Linked DNA regions of Mus musculus: regions 2, 3 and 4 are each linked to region 1. A link is a contact called in public Hi-C, HiChIP or PLAC-seq and promoter capture Hi-C data. All regions are on one chromosome and are shown on one strand. The core of a region is the stretch at or near the end of the contact, and the rest is flanking DNA. Distances in the headings are between cores, read along the strand shown.

The links. Promoter capture Hi-C pulls out the DNA fragments that hold promoters and counts their contacts. Hi-C and Micro-C count contacts between places; a contact is called where the count stands out from the background. HiChIP or PLAC-seq counts read pairs in DNA pulled down with a chosen protein or histone mark.
Region 2: a contact with region 1 is called in a promoter capture Hi-C map of pre-B cells, with 2.5 times the contacts expected there. The contact joins the promoter of Mindy2 here to the promoter of Myo1e in region 1. A contact is called at or near these places in 3 of 39 promoter capture datasets (the HPC-7 cell line, pre-B cells and stem cell-derived epiblast-like cells), 2 of 484 Hi-C or Micro-C datasets (both in embryonic stem cells) and 1 of 9 other capture datasets (pancreatic islet).
Region 3: a contact with region 1 is called in a Hi-C map of granulocyte-monocyte progenitors, with 5 times the contacts expected there. The contact joins the enhancer-like site here to the promoter of Myo1e in region 1. A contact is called at or near these places in 1 of 484 Hi-C or Micro-C datasets (granulocyte-monocyte progenitors), 2 of 115 datasets of contacts at active chromatin or transcription factors (astrocytes and differentiating embryonic stem cells) and 1 of 9 other capture datasets (embryonic stem cells).
Region 4: a contact with region 1 is called in an H3K4me3 HiChIP or PLAC-seq map of embryonic stem cells, with 7 times the contacts expected there. The contact joins the enhancer-like site here to the promoter of Myo1e in region 1. A contact is called at or near these places in 2 of 39 promoter capture datasets (embryonic stem cells and frontonasal cranial neural crest), 3 of 484 Hi-C or Micro-C datasets (Sertoli cells, group 2 innate lymphoid cells and myocytes) and 7 of 115 datasets of contacts at active chromatin or transcription factors (embryonic stem cells, extraembryonic endoderm stem cells, stem cell-derived neural progenitor cells and 1 more).

The regions. Positions count from the first base shown.
Region 1 is chr9:70,205,800-70,209,446 of GRCm38.p6, reverse strand. It overlaps Myo1e (myosin IE), which reads right to left and starts at 2,097. Exons shown (of 28, transcript NM_181072.3): 1 at 1,744-2,097. The coding sequence starts at 1,746. All of the region lies in intron 1 of Gm26849 (a long non-coding RNA gene), which reads left to right.
Region 2 is chr9:70,655,528-70,659,174 of GRCm38.p6, reverse strand. Mindy2 (MINDY lysine 48 deubiquitinase 2) reads left to right here and starts at 2,001. Exons shown (of 9, transcript NM_172772.2): 1 at 2,001-2,902. The coding sequence starts at 2,129. It overlaps Gm31872 (a long non-coding RNA gene), which reads right to left and starts at 1,504. Exons shown (of 3, transcript XR_379591.4): 1 at 963-1,504.
Region 3 is chr9:70,589,873-70,593,519 of GRCm38.p6, reverse strand. It overlaps Sltm (SAFB-like, transcription modulator), which reads right to left. Exons shown (of 21, transcript NM_025690.4): 21 at 1,283-1,941. The coding sequence ends at 1,833. Among named protein-coding and RNA genes, the nearest start is that of Sltm, 49 kb to the right of the region's middle. Within about 2 kb of position 2,064, at least 58 of the 459 cell types and tissues checked have an H3K27ac peak or open chromatin away from gene starts, as enhancers often do. A contact at or near this core is called in granulocyte-monocyte progenitors, where this site is marked.
Region 4 is chr9:70,485,626-70,489,272 of GRCm38.p6, reverse strand. The region is part of intron 2 of Rnf111 (ring finger 111); the gene reads left to right. Among named protein-coding and RNA genes, the nearest start is that of Gm24615, 12 kb to the right of the region's middle. Within about 2 kb of position 1,727, at least 17 of the 459 cell types and tissues checked have an H3K27ac peak or open chromatin away from gene starts, as enhancers often do. A contact at or near this core is called in embryonic stem cells, where this site is marked.

The sequences.
Region 1 (3,647 bases), core at 848-3,347:
GTCTACCCTGATAAATCAACCAAGAAAGGGACTCTAAGACACACCTCCACATCTGATGGACCAAATAAACTACCCCAACTGCAAGGAGCCAAATTGAGCGTGTTTTCCCACGTCTCTGGAAAGGGCATCACAGGCTAATTTAGGGTCTACGCAGCCAAAAAAAAGTGAGTTTAACAAAGGATTTTTCTCAAGGTAGCACTTAAGCAATTACATACAGTAAAATTCTTTAAGTCCTTGGCCATAAACACATTGATTTTGGGTTTTTTTTAGAAATATTGAACCACGGAAAGTAATTACAGCAATTCTTAGGCACCAGGACTATCACTGTTCAAGTTCAAGCGGTCAGAGGCTGGAGAAACTCCACCCATGAGGCACACCATGAGGGTGGACTGACTTCTGAAACCTCGAAACTGGCGGGGGAAGCTTATTTATAAATGAAGTATTCTCTCTCAGGGGCAAAGGTGACATAATTTTGAACTATGTGGAAAGTAAAAGCTTGGGGCCAGGATGCCCTTTAAAGGTTTCGTTTGTTTTTAAAATCATTCTTTTGAATAAACAGCGCGGGGGGGCAAGGACTGTTTGTGAACTGAATGTGGGTTCTACCCGGGCGTGCGCTGCGGATGCTTGGCGCTGGGGATCTGGGATACAGATTTCTCAAGCCAGCGCTATGCTAGGCATCTTTTTTAGTAAGCTTCACCCTCACCGCCAGTAAACAATGAGAAAGCCAGGAGGACAAGCTCCTCCACCACGAAGCAAGTGTGGAAACTTTGAAGCCTTCTAAAACCTTTTAAAAGTTTTTTTTTTAAGTTTTTAAAGTCCCCCCCCTTTCGGTCCGGGTGGCTGGCAATGTCTCTAAAATTCAATCTTTGTTTTTGTCCTTCAGTAGGAAAGCCACACCACGGCAAAGCCCAGGGGATGTGGCTAAGGTTATTTGGGATTGAGAGAGGAGGGTGGCTGGGCTGGGGACTTAGTCTCAAATGAGTTACAGAGAGGCTGTCCAACCCAGACACTCCCCCAAGTACCAAGTGGGAAAGAACAAAACCAGGAACGATCTCCGAGAGGGTGGCGGTCCTCTCGAGCTGGGGACCGGGTGGGGCCCTCCTCAGGAGGTGTTTACCCTACACAGGGACCCTACAGGCCTGGGCTCCCGGCCAGTTTGGCTGCCGCTGCGCGCTGTCGTCAGAGTCCCTGCAGCCCGGGCCACCGCCAGGTGCTCCGCAGTACCTGGCGCCCCTGCCTGCCTTTGTGCAGCGCTCGGCCCATCACCAGCGCAGGCGGGGCTGCCTAGGTCCTCCCCAATGCCAGGAGAACAACTGCGGGATCAGCCTGCCAGGGAGCTCACGCCAGTGCCTGCCCAGGGGAGAGGACCCGAGGGACACAGGCGTGCCCCTCACCTTCTCTAGAGGAGAAAAAAGTCTCCGGTCCCACGGCTGTGCCGGTGAAAACAGACGTGCCCACTCTCAAGCTTCAGACAGCTGGCAGCCACAACAACATTGGCACCAAAACTTTCGCGGCGCAGAAAGTCACTCCAGAGAGTTTTTCTTGTCCCTCCTCTCTCCCTCTTCCCGTTTAAGACCCGGTTTACAGCAAACAGCAGGAAATCAGCGCTCCAGAAGTGCACACTCCCGCGTCCACCTTCTCCACCCCCTGGCCTGGGCAGCTTGCCCAAGGTAGGTGCCCGCTCCGGGGCTTCCTGCCCCATCCCAGGGTCAGGCGTCCTGGGACGCGGCGCAGCCAACTCACCATGGTGACTCCCGCCGCGGTCGCGCCTCCGCCGGGTCCCGCTGCCTAGGCACTGAGGCTGGAACGCGGTCTCCTGGGCGAACTTCAAAAGTTGGTTCCCTTCGCCAAAAAACAAGCTCCCGACACCCAAGCACTCACAGGAGCCAATGGAAATCCAAGAGGGACTCCATCCAGGCGGGATCCGAAACGCTAGGTGAAGGCAAAACTTAGCAGACCCGGTGCACACTCAGACCTGGCGATCCCCAACTGTCTAGAGATGCACCCTGATGCGCTCTGCGGGATTGCTTGTCCAACTGCTTTGCCTGGACCCGCTTTCTCTTAACACTTAATCCGAACTCTTCTCTGGCTCAGGCTGGGCTCGGGCCGGGCAATCTGTCCATAAATGGAGAATTCAGCACAGGCCTGACCAATCAGAATTTGTTTTCGCAGCGTCACTCCTCAGGGAAGCCGAGGTAGCCAACAAGCGTGAACTACAAGAGTTTACAAAGGCCTCTGGATCCTGTAGTCCTGCGGCCTCGCTACCCCGCAGAGCGCGCCGCTGTCCTAGCCGTCCCCAGGGAGCCACCCCCAAACCGAAGGGATGAAAACACTTGGGGAGGTTAGGAAACCGCGCTCCTGTCGCTTCTCTTTACGGAGAAACTTAGCATCGACTTAGCTCCCACTCACAAGTCGCATGATTTTCCTAGATTCTTTTTTTTAAAGAAATATTTTTAACTGCTTAAAAGATCACAAAGTCGCAGCTCAAAGGAAATCCTTTTTCTTTTCTTCTCTCTCTCTTTCTCTCTTTCTCTCTTTTTTTTTTCTTTCTGGATTGTGAGGGAAGTCGAAAATACTTCCTCCACCCGTCTTTTGTACCTGAATTAATTTCCTTGGGAAGGGAGAGGAAGGGAGGGAGGGAGGGGGGGGAGAGAGAGAGAGAGAGAGAGAGAGGGAGAGAGAGAGAGAGAGAGAGAGAGAGAGAGAGAGAGAGAGAGAGAGAGAGGAGGAAGGAGAAGGAGAAGGAGAAGGAGAAGGAGAAGGAGAAGGAGAAGGAGAAGGAGAAGGAGAAGGAGAAGGAGAAGGAGAAGGAGAAGGAGAAGGAGAAGGAGAAGGAGAAGGAGAAGGAGAAGAAGAAGAAGAAGAAGAAGAAGAAGAAGAAGAAGAAGAAGAAGAAGAAGAAGAAGAAGAAGAAGAAGAAGAAGAAGAAGAAGAAGAAAAGAGAGAGACAGAGACCTTGGTCCTCGCGGTGTCCGGTTTCAGGAAGCCAGGTAGCCTAGGAGAGAGGGGAACGGGGATTCCTAAAACAGTATTAGGGAGTCTGACTCCTGGTGAAAGGGAAGACTGAGGAAGTAAACTCGCAGGGCCTCTGCGGGGCTGCGCTCCCAGGATCTGAGGAAGAAGAGTTCAGGAAGAAAAGAGCACAGAAAATCTTGAGATTCGGTCGTCCCCATTCACGTGAACCTAGGATCCTAGAGTTGCAACGGATAGTAAAAAATCAAATCATCTTGGCTAGGACGAGTTTTGCTCTTTGTTTTAATGTGGTGCATACCTTCAGAGGACTATGGCCAAACCAGGAAAAGGAGCGAATGCTGATACACCCTGCAACAGAGAAGGACCCAGGAAACCTAATTATGTGAAAGAGGTTGAGGTCAAAGTTCAGGAGGAACAATTCCGTGTGTTACAGTGGTGGGTAGGAAATGCTGCAGAGAGTAGTAGATCTTGGTTGGCTGCTCGGGACAGGTGTGGTGTGTAGAGGGACAGCTGATGGAACAAAGGGGCTTTGTCTTGTGGGGAGTGGTCCAAGGATGTCCCCTAGGTACTGATGTTGGTAGTAAAGCTGACTATACCCAAAACCGCTGAATTGTGCGTTTTAGAGTAAGAATCTTCTGAATTACATCAATTTTTTAAAGGAGGGAGAGGCACAC
Region 2 (3,647 bases), core at 752-3,251, 450 kb before region 1:
CCAGTTTTCAGGAATTGCCGATCTTGCTTGGCATGGTGGCACATGCCCTTAATTCTAGCACTTGGGAAGCAGAGGCAAGCAATTTTCTGAAAGTTTGAGTCCAGCCTGGCCTACATAACAACTTTCAGGCTAGCTACACTACATAGTGAGACCCAACCTCAATTGAAAGAAAGAAAGAAAGAAAGAAAGAAAGAAAGAAAGAAAGAAAGAAAGAGAGAGAGAGAGAGAGAGAGAGAGAGAGAGAGAGAGAAAGAAAGGGAGGAAGAAAGAAAGAAAGAAAGAAAGAAAGAAAGAAAGAAAGGAAGGAAGGAAGGAAGGAAGGAAGGAAGGAAGAAAGAAAGAAAGAAAGAAAGAAAGAAAGAAAGAAAGAAAGAAAGGAAGATAACTTCCAGTCTTAAAAACACAGCGTTCACATCTATAATCTCAAAATTGGAGTGGGAGAAAAAGTACAAGAGGATTGCTGTGAATTCCAGGTCAGTTAGTCTAAGACACAGGGTGAGACTCTCAAATTGGAAGAGAGGCAGAGCCAGCCAGGGCTACAAATTGAGACTCTGTCTCAAAAAACAAAAGTGAAATAAGATAAGCAAAGTAGTAGAGGGCTCTGTAGAGTGTTTGTCATACATGAATTGAGCCCCAGCCCTAAAAAAAAAAAAAAAAAAAAAAAAAAAAAAAAAAAAAGGAAAGGGGGGGGAAGAAAAGAAAGGAAGGGAGGAGAGAGTTGGAGGTGGGAAGAAAGAGGGAGAAGTCGAAGAGAGTGCCGAGAAAGAGATCATCATTTCTGAGAAGATAATAGTGATATTTTTAGTGTGAAACACAGTATTCAGTAACATGCTTGGTGCTAACACATGAATGAGCAAAATAATGCATTAATTTGTCTACTTTTCTAACCAGTAGCAGGACAGAAGTGTAACAATCCATGATGCACCATATATTTGTATACCTGATACTAAAGGAAGACCCACCTGTCTTGTTCATTTTTATATTCTCAGACAACTTTGAAGAGGGAAGGGTCCAGGAAAAAAAAAAAAAACAAAAAAAACAAAAAACCAAAAAACAAAAAAACCAAAAAAAAAAAAAAAAAAACACCCCACTTTTCCAGAGCAGGTTAGATGATCTATATCCACTCTTGCCAATAAATAAGTAAGTAAATAAATAGAAAAAAAAAGTTGCAGGCAACTCTGTCCATCCTCTATGCAGATGTCAAGCCCTGATGAGAAGTCAATTCTAATTTTAAAAGTCATTTTTTCGGGAAGCAGAAGCTTCCCACTCTGTGCAAAGAGAAGCCAAGTGAACAGAACCGCAAAGACTTGGCTTGCTTCAAACGCAAACTGATTTATTATTATTGGACCAAATTTACCCTCTCGCCTGGGGCGTAGGCCAATATCCACAACCTCATTGAACCTCCGGCAAGGCAAACCAGTAGCTGGTTGGGAGCGCAGCGATTCTCAGCCAAAACCCAGGGAGAGTTGTCCCTGTACTGCGCAGTCTTCCAAAAGCCTCCAACAGAACTCGCCTTTCAAATTTGCATTTCCTAAGAAATGCTTCCAATTCTCAACATTAAAAGCTAAAAAAAAAAAAAAAGAAAAGAAAAAGCCAGCTCTCCCGAGGCCTTCAGGGAATGGCTGTCTTCCAATGCTACTACCACTTTCGGGGTCCACCAGGCTCAAGCCCAAAGTAGACCACACTCCCTACAAGCCTCAGCCACTGCCTTTAAAGTAACCGCGCGCAGCGGGGATGCCCCGGAGTTCAACTTCCGGCAGCACACACAAGATTATTTTCCTAGTGGCGCTGCGGCTCTCCGAGCCGCGCCCCTGACCACGCCCTCAGCCACGCCCCTGGCCTCGCTCTGCCTTCCCTAGCCTGAACGCGCGGGAGGGGCGTGGCCTCGGGGGAGAAGCGCTCCCCGAGTGGGTCCGGGCGCTTCAACGAGCGCAGTCACGCGGAGGCACGCTCCGAGCGGGCGGGCGGGGGCACGCGCGCGCGCTCCCGCCGCCCTCTACGGTGACGTGCCTGGCCGAGGCCGCGCTAGGGCGCTGGAGCTGCTACAGAGCGGCTGTCATGGCGTCGGAGGCGCTTGCTGAGGAGAGCCGGCCGCGGTGTCTATAGGACCAGGGGCGGGCGGCCGGGGATGGAGAACAGCCCTGACAGCCCACAGCCTCTGGAACTAGGGGTGGCGGCCGGGCGAGTGTCGCCGCCGGAAGGGCGACGGCGCGGCGGGCGCGAGGCTGAGGATGGTCCCGCTGGACGCGCGGTGGACAGCGGCGGGCAGGGGGCGGCGGCGGCGGCAGCGCGGAGCAGCCTCGGGGACCCGACGTCCCCCTCGCAGCTCGGATGCGGCGCGGGCTCGGACTTGAAGGACGGCGCGTCGTCGAGCCCTGCCGCCTCGGAGGTGCCTTCAAGAGGGCAGCACAAGGTGACCGCCTCCCCGGAGCTGGCCGAGGCCGCGGCGGGCCGAGGGTCGGGGCCAGTGGGCGACACGGGCACCTGCAGGGTGGAGCAGGCGGCGGAAGAGCCCAGCAGCACCGGCGCCCCGAGCAGCAGCTGCAGCGAGCCGAGCCCCCCTGGGGACTCGCCCAGCTTGGACTCCCTGGAGTCTTTCTCCAACCTGCATTCTTTCCCCAGTAGCTCTGAGTTCAATAGTGAGGAGGGAGCAGAGACCAGGGTCCCCGAGGACGTGGAGGAGGGCGCGGCGGGGCCGCCCAGGGCTGCACCTCTATGCAAAGAGGAGGAGGAGGACCCGGCTCAGGTGCTAGCGGCCTCCAAAGAACGCTTTCCCGGACAGTCGGTGTATCACATCAAATGGATCCAGTGGAAAGAGGAGAACACGCCCATCATCACCCAGAATGAGAATGGACCCTGCCCTTTGCTGGCCATCCTCAATGTTTTGCTTCTCGCCTGGAAGGTACACTCTGCAGCTTTCTACTTCCTACAGCTTGTGGGGTGGGGAGGGGCAAAATGGGGTGAGGAAACTGCTGTTTGTCAGCTGATGGCTTCCTTCCATTCATCAGACTCCTCCTTTTTTTTTTTTTTTTTTTTTGAGACAAGGTTTGTCTGTGTAGCTTAAACTGTCCTCGAACAGTTTAAGATCTTAATGCTACAGCCTCTAGAGTGCTAGGTTTACAGACATGCACCCCTATATCTAACAGTCTCTTATTACATGAAATTAATTCCAGGATTTCTTTATTGAAAGATTATTCATGTGGCAACATGTCAGGAAGAATTGCCCCCAACTTAAGGTCTTTTTTGTATTAAAAATTCAACATTCGGTTAAAGGTTGTAACTGATGGTTTACCTATAAACAAGCAGAATCCAGAGCACCCTGCACTTACATCTTCTGAGTATTTTTAGCTATATTTGCCTATATTATTCCTTACTGACATTATTACATATGCAAAACAGTGAAAATTGGAAACAGTGATTGATCTTCAGTTACTATCAATCTTATATTATGGAGTAAGTTTTAATGATTTTATCTGCGTGTTTTCTGGAAAAGGCTGTTTGTCCCACTGTGGTGTGGATGCATGAAAGAACAGTGATGGGAAAGATACAACTTTTTAGACAAATTCCATTTAAGGAAAAGCATTGGTCTGAGCCTACTTACCATAAATTACTTGTTTCCAAAGACAGTATTTTCATCTTGTGTATGA
Region 3 (3,647 bases), core at 815-3,314, 380 kb before region 1:
GAAAATGGGAGTTGATATAGATATACTCTCACACTACACAACTTAGGACTGGACAAGGACACACATACACACATACCCTCCCCAAAGCTGAGGGCTGGACGGGGACAGACACACACACAGACAGACAGACAGACAGACAGACAGACACACACACACACACACACACACACACACACACACAGCTATAGGGCAGAAGGACAGATTATGAGATCAGCTCTATTTCAGAGTGAGCTCCCAAGATGGACTTGGCAGTCCACACCTTTAATCCTAGCACTTAGGAGGTGGAGACGCAGGTCGATCTCAGAGTTCAGAGCCAGCCTGATCTACAGACAAGTTCAAGGACAGCCAAGGGTGAACAGAGAAACCTTGTCTCAAAAAGAAAACAAAACAAAAAGGGGGTTTCCATAAAGAACTAGACTCCAGAGTCCTGTGGCTGTTTGCAACCACCCAGAGTCTGAGACAACTCATACCCCCCCATCCAGGGCAAGAACTTCTAGAAAGACTCCACATCAGAGTGCCACTCCTTCCGTCTTTTGCTAGGTGTGAGCAGACCAATGTCAGGACCAGGATTCAGAACAGTCTGGGTTGTAGTAGCTGGTGTCTATAAAGGGTTTTGGAAAGCTGTGCTGAAATAAGTGGTGCTCTAAGTTACTGTCAAGAGCTTTCCTACTGAAGATGCTGTAACAAAGGATTATAAGATTTCTAGCACATCCACTGTGCTATCAACTCATGACTAGAAAAAGCCTGACACATGTCTCAGGAACAGAGAGCAAACGCTACCATTGGAGCTCTTACCAAGTCTGCTGCTTGGGACTCACATGCAGGAAGGCTGAAGGACTACCCCTGAAACTGAAACAAAGATATATACATTCTCATTCTCTTATTCTCTCTCCTTCCCTCTCCCCTCCTCCCCCCCCCTCTCTCTCTCTTTCTCTCTCTCTCTCTCTTTCTCTCTCTCTCTCTCAGTATGGGTTTTAATTTCATAAAACCTGACAAATTCACCCATCTAGACTGTGGGCTTCGTCCACGTCTCCGCATTATTTTGGAAAGATGGGAATGTTATCACAAGATTCTGAGAATTGGGATCCATCTATCAAAACATGAAGATCCCCCACAAGTGCACTTACCTGCTCAACTCAGTAAACTGAGAACTTCATGACACATGGACAAGATCTCCTTCAACTCCATGGTCTTATACCATGCAAACCTGAACAAGTCTGTTGCTCCCTATATGGAAATTTTACCTTCAGTTTACAATTAAAAAGGTTCTCAATACATTAGCAACTATACAGAATATGAAGGTTTATTTCCAAAAAGATTACATTTTTTTTTTAACCAGGATACACAGATGCACTTAATGTAACAGTACCTTCTGCAAAAATAGGTTACATAATACTCCGAAATGCAGGGAACAATCTTATTCTCTAAAAATTAGACAGCAGGCTTTTGAAGCTCAAATAGCCTTCAAAATGGAGGCAGCCAACACTGGTGACACCACAGAGCTACGCTGCAAATGAAACCACTACCATTCAGCTGCAAACCACTCATGTTCACACAGTGCCAAACAGAACAGCCTTGTGCCAATCCTTTCAAATGGGTCTCAGTGCTGCAAGAAAAGGTTGAATGGTACACAAAACTATGAAAAGTTTCAACAGAACTATTTAAACATCTTCTCTAAAGTTGAGAAAAGAAATCGTGTTAAATTTTTTTATAAAGAAAAACAACAGTCAGCTAGAACTCTCAAGCAGTCAGAGGTTCTCCTAGTAAGCAGTCAGGGAACGTTTACAGGAGATCTCAATAAATTATCTTGAAGCCACAGCAGGAAGCTTGCGTTAAAATCGCCGTGGAGGTCCACTCTTAAACGGCTTAAACCCCGAGCTGCTTCCTCTTGGCAAGGAGTTACCACTCATCTGTACAATCCTGTTCACTGGGGACGCAGTGCTGAAGGGGTTAAAAGGGAAACAAAGGTCAGAACAAACCAACAATCACAAGCTGCTTTCATAGCCCCTGACGCTTAGGGGCACAGGCTGCTCTCTGCCTTACTCACCACAGCCAAGACCCTAGTCCTGTACAGTGCATACCGTTCGTTATCAACCCCTCCTTACCAGGGAAGAAACTAAGAACTGGAAGTGTATCCTGCTTTGTTTTTTGAGACAGGGTTTCTCTGTGCAGCCCTGGTTATCCTGAAACTCACCCTGTAGACCAGGCTGGCCTTGAACTCAAACAGATCTGCCTGCCTCTGCCTCCCAAATTCTAGGATTAAAGGTATATGCCACCACCACTGGGCCTGGAAGTATATCCTGACCAAGGCACAGAGCTAATATATGGTGGGCTGCAACAGCGTGACCTTGGCACTCTCATTTCAATGCCCACTTCTTCAGAAGCCAATGCTATGCATGACAAGACTACAGCTAGGCTTCTCCGAAATCCACCCTGGATCCGCAGCAGCAGCAGCAGCAGTGACTTGTGCCAAGTGTAAACCCACAGCCCCTTCAAGGTTTCCTACTTCCTCTTTTTACTCAAGATGTAATTATGGAGAGGCAAACCTTAAACAAGATCCTCCTTCAGTTTCTCTCTGCTAGGCCTAATTCATAAGCCACTCTAACCCCACCCAGGTCGCTGTGGGTGGGACCCTCTAGTCGCTGGCTTTAATTAGTGGTATTAAGGAGACTGTGGTACACACTAGAGCTTCATGAACTATCTACCAGAAAGTCAGCCAATAATATTTGCAGTATCTTTGTTGGGTTTTATTTGTTTGTTTTGGGGTTTTTTTGTTTTTTTTGTTTTTTTGTTTTTTGAGACAGGGTTTGAATTCACTCTATAGACCAGGCTGGCCTCAAACTCAAATTCGCCTGCCAAGTGATGGGATTAAAGGCATGCGCCACCACGCCCGGCCTGCAGCATCTTTATATATTTCTGGCAGCACTACAGATGCCAGAAAGGGACAGGAAAAAGACACTCCAAAACTCTATCATAATGGGCAGTGAAGTGCAATAAATCAAGTCCAATAAAGCCAGGTGAGAACCTGGGTTAAATCTGTGACCTACAGAAGCCACTGGGTTTTGAAGCAAGTAAATGATAGAACCAAATGTGTGGTTCCAGCACCACATTCAGAGGTAGAGTGACTATCACACGTTCTCTGGGAAGACCAGCCATGGGCTGGACAGAGGAAGGGGCAGCATCAGAAAAATGCTTACTGTATGGATACCATTTTGAATTTCTTCTAAGAACAAAGAAAGATCAAGACTGGGTTGTGTTTCCTGTCAGGGTTTTGAGGACGGCAGCACTGAGAGGTAAAAGAAGCTTGAGGCAAGGAAAACAATTAAGTTGGAGAGGAACAAGTTTGCCTGCATCCTGGAGCTCAAAGAGAGGCATTATGAGGAGATGGCAGGGAAGAGTAATGTGTGAAGATCATCTGCTTGAAGGAGCCAAAGAGGAGGGTCAAGAAGGGAAAAAAAAAACAGAAGGATGGGTGTGGTGACACACACCTTTAGTCCCAGCACTTATGACAAAGAGGCAGAGGCAGGCAGATCTCTTGAGTTTGAGGCCAGCCTGGTCTACAGTAAATTCCAGGGCAGCCAGGGATATGTAGTGAGACCCTTTCTTGAAAAACCAAAGGAAGGAAGGAAGGAAGGAAGGAAGGGAGG
Region 4 (3,647 bases), core at 478-2,977, 280 kb before region 1:
TGCAGAATTTGTCAGTGGAATCCCAATGGAATGAGAAGCTATTGGCAAGAGGATCTCTGTCTCTAAATTATCTCCTACCTTTTCTACAGCCTAGGGAAGCTTTGTAAACAATACCTCTATGCATGCATGCATGCTTGCTTGCTTTCTTTCTTTCTTTCTTTCTTTCTTTCTTTCTTTCTTTCTTTCTTTCTTTTTTTCTAAACTATTTTCATACTTAAAAGGCAAAGACAGTAAGTATAGTGTTCCCTTATATCCCTCACCCAGTTCCAATTCCTTGTTATCCTTCCACCGACTGCATGTCTGTATCTACAAAGAGATGACATTGATGCATCTCTATTAGCTACAGTCCAGGTATCTAAATGCAGTCTCTGGTTTCACAGTTTCTCTAGGTATTTTCTTGCAGATTATGGCAATATTACACACCTGTCATGTGTTTGTTTTGTGGGATATTTTTATTATGATTATGGGTTAGGGGGAAGAATGCCTCAGCTGTGAAGTTCCCTTATCACTTAATTACCAGTGTTCCATAGTAGCCTCAGGACCATTAGTGATGTTGGCTGTGAACAGAGCTAGCATTTGCCTAGTTTTTCCTCACAGTTTCCCTCTTGTCCACTTGAGGGTAGTGGTTTTGGGGCTGTTGTCTAACTTCTGTGAGAGGTTAGAAAAGTTGACTTTCTTCTGGAAGGAAGGTTTTGCTTATATCAATATGGACTCGTGAATGTCTGTTTTTTTTTTTTTTGGTTTTTGGTTTTTCGAGACAGGGTTTCTCTGTGTAGCCCTGGCTGTCCTAGAACTCACTCTGTAGACCAGGCTGGCCTCGAACTCAGAAATCTGCCTGCCTCTACCTCCCGAGTGCTGGGATTAAAGGCGTTCGCCACCACGCCCGGCTGAATGTCTGTTCTTAATGGAAGTTAGAAACTAACTTACTTAATTGCTAAATTGTTTCAGCATTGTCCTGGAGAATTCTTTTACATGGGTTAAAAATATTATTATTCTTTAAGGTAGAGTCTCATGTATCTCATGCTAGCTTTGAACTTAGTAGTTAGGCAAAGATGACTTTGAACTTTTGATCCTCCTACCTCCCCCAAGAACAAGAACTAAAGGATTCTGTCACCATGCCCAGTTTATGTAAAACTGAATAATGAGCCTGGGGCTTCATGCATTTTAGGTAAGCATGCTACAACTAATTAGATCCTAGCCACAAGGATTAGTCCTTTTGTTTTTGTTTGTTTATTTTTTTTGTTTTTTGTTTTGTTTTTTTTTTTGGTTTTCTTTTGAGACAGGGTTTCTCTGTATAGTGCTGGCTGTCCTGGAACTCACTCTGTAGACCAGGCTGTCCTCGAACTTAGAAATCTGCCTGCCTCTGCCTCCCCACTGCCCGGCCTTTTCTTATTTTATTTAAATGTACACACACACACACACACACACACACACACACACATATTCGTGCAATGCCAATTGTGTGCATGTATACCTGAAGAGGCCAGAAGAGGGTATCCAATTCTCTGGTTGTGAGCTATCTAACATAGGTGCTAGGAACCAAACTTGAGTCCTCTAGAAGCTCTAGAAGAGCATCAAGTATTCTTTGTTTGGTTTTGGTTGAGGAACTAAGGTGCATATTCTACATATCAAAGAAAATTTGACCTTCTGGTTCTTCCAGTATTCCTCTCTAACCTGGCATACCCTACCCTTAGTCCTGAACATTCCAGTTTAGGGGTTGGGCTTGCCCCCCCCCCCCTTTCCCCATAATGACTTTGCCTCTGTCCTTGGAGCCTCCGAACGTGCCCAGGAACAGCTTCCCATAAAATTTACATTTAATCTAATCTAATCTGGTTTGAATTGGCTCTTTTCACTGGTAGAGAAGTAATTTATCACTCCTAACCTCCGAGCATCGCTCTAGCCCCTACTCAGTCATGTCCTAAGGCATCTTTGCCCATTTTATTGGATCTACAAATGAGTGTGTATATTGGGTTCTGCAGCTAGCTCTTTTTACTTGACTTCTCAGTTCTGAGTCTAGGAAATTTGAATCTGGATATTTGTATGAGCAGTGGAGGGATTAGTGTTATTTCACTATAAATGATGTTAGTGCAGGCTTTATTCAACTTCATTTTTCTTTTTAAATAATGGAAGCTCCCCCTGTTCTTCCTCTCTTGTCCTCTCTTCACCTCTCAGGTTCTAGAAAGCCTTTTTGTTCCTTTTAATTATAACGAGAATGATGATGATGATGTGTGTGTTCATGTGTGCTTGTGTATGATTTGCATGTGTAGGGTATATGCACCATGGTCTATATGTAAAGGTGAGAGGGCATCTTTGGAGTCAAGTTTCTGAGCATCAAGCATGAAGCCAGAGTTGAAGCAAGTGCCCTTACATCTGAATCATCTTACCACCCCTTTCCTTTTTATCATGGAAGTTCTTTAGACGTGACTTAGGGCTTAGGGCAGGTGAAGAGTCATGGAGCCTCTTTCATTGCTCTAGTTCAATTAATAGGAATCAGAACATTTGCCTGCTTCCTCTTAGACACTCAGAAATCCAGAAAGTCCATGGACTGGTTTTAGAAGAGCTCATGGTTGCTTTTGCTCACTTTTTCATGTGTGTATAACCTGATGTGAAATAGCAGCTGCAGTTTTAAGAAAGGTTTTGGTCAGAGCAACAGTTTTTTCTTATAACAGTTTAAGGAAGAGTCAGTGAATTTTAGAAAAGATTTAGCTTTTTATTTTTTAAAGTTTTCTTATTTCTTGCCATTTTAATTGGTAGTTTACCTTAGATTGTAGGATTTGTACCCACTTAGGGACCAAACAGGAAACCTTTTAATTTGCTAATTAAGATTTTCTCAAAATAAGAGGTAAAGACTAAAAATGAACAATCTGTTATGACAGTATAGAAGCCACCATTTTCTTTATTGCTCTGGCACCAGGAAGTGGGTGGAAAGATTATTAGTCACTTGTGCTAACCCAGTGAAATGGCTAAAACTGTTCTTTGTCTGTTCATGGAGAACTTCCTTGGGTGTCTTGACTCTTTCTAGCTTAGTCCTTTTATTCCCTAGTTTTTGCATTTCCCTAAATGATGCTAGGCAGTGTGATCCCTCATTCTTTGATAATTTGACCCCAGTTGGTTTCTCCCTACTGAAGACATAAAACCAGAAAAGCTGCTAAGCAGTTGAGAGTTCTACATCTTAGGACACAATTCAGTTGTTAGACACATCTGCTCTTTCACCCTTCCTTCACTGTGTCACGTGGGTATCTTATCTGCATGAAGCTGGTACCAGAATTCCTATTTGCTGTATCCTCTGTGTTCCCCCATAGTGTGTTGTGCATTTTGACTCATTAAAGTCTGTAAATATAATTGGCCTGCATTAATAATTGTCCTCCTAGGCTTGCTGCCTCAGTCTGTTAACCTAGGCCTAATCCTGGAAGCTTCTAGTCTCTGTGCAATCTAATGTAGGCCTAGAACGTCAGCCTCTGAGACTTACTGCTGATCACCCTTCCTAGTTCTTCCCGAGTTCTGCTTGGCTGGTTCAGCTTAGGTGTTCTGGCTCATCATATTCTTCTTCAGGCTGACTGAATCTGACTTCTCTCTCAGCTTCTTCTGAATCACTCTGCTTTGCTTGAAACTAACTCTAGCAATCTGTTCTAATCTCCTCATTTTCT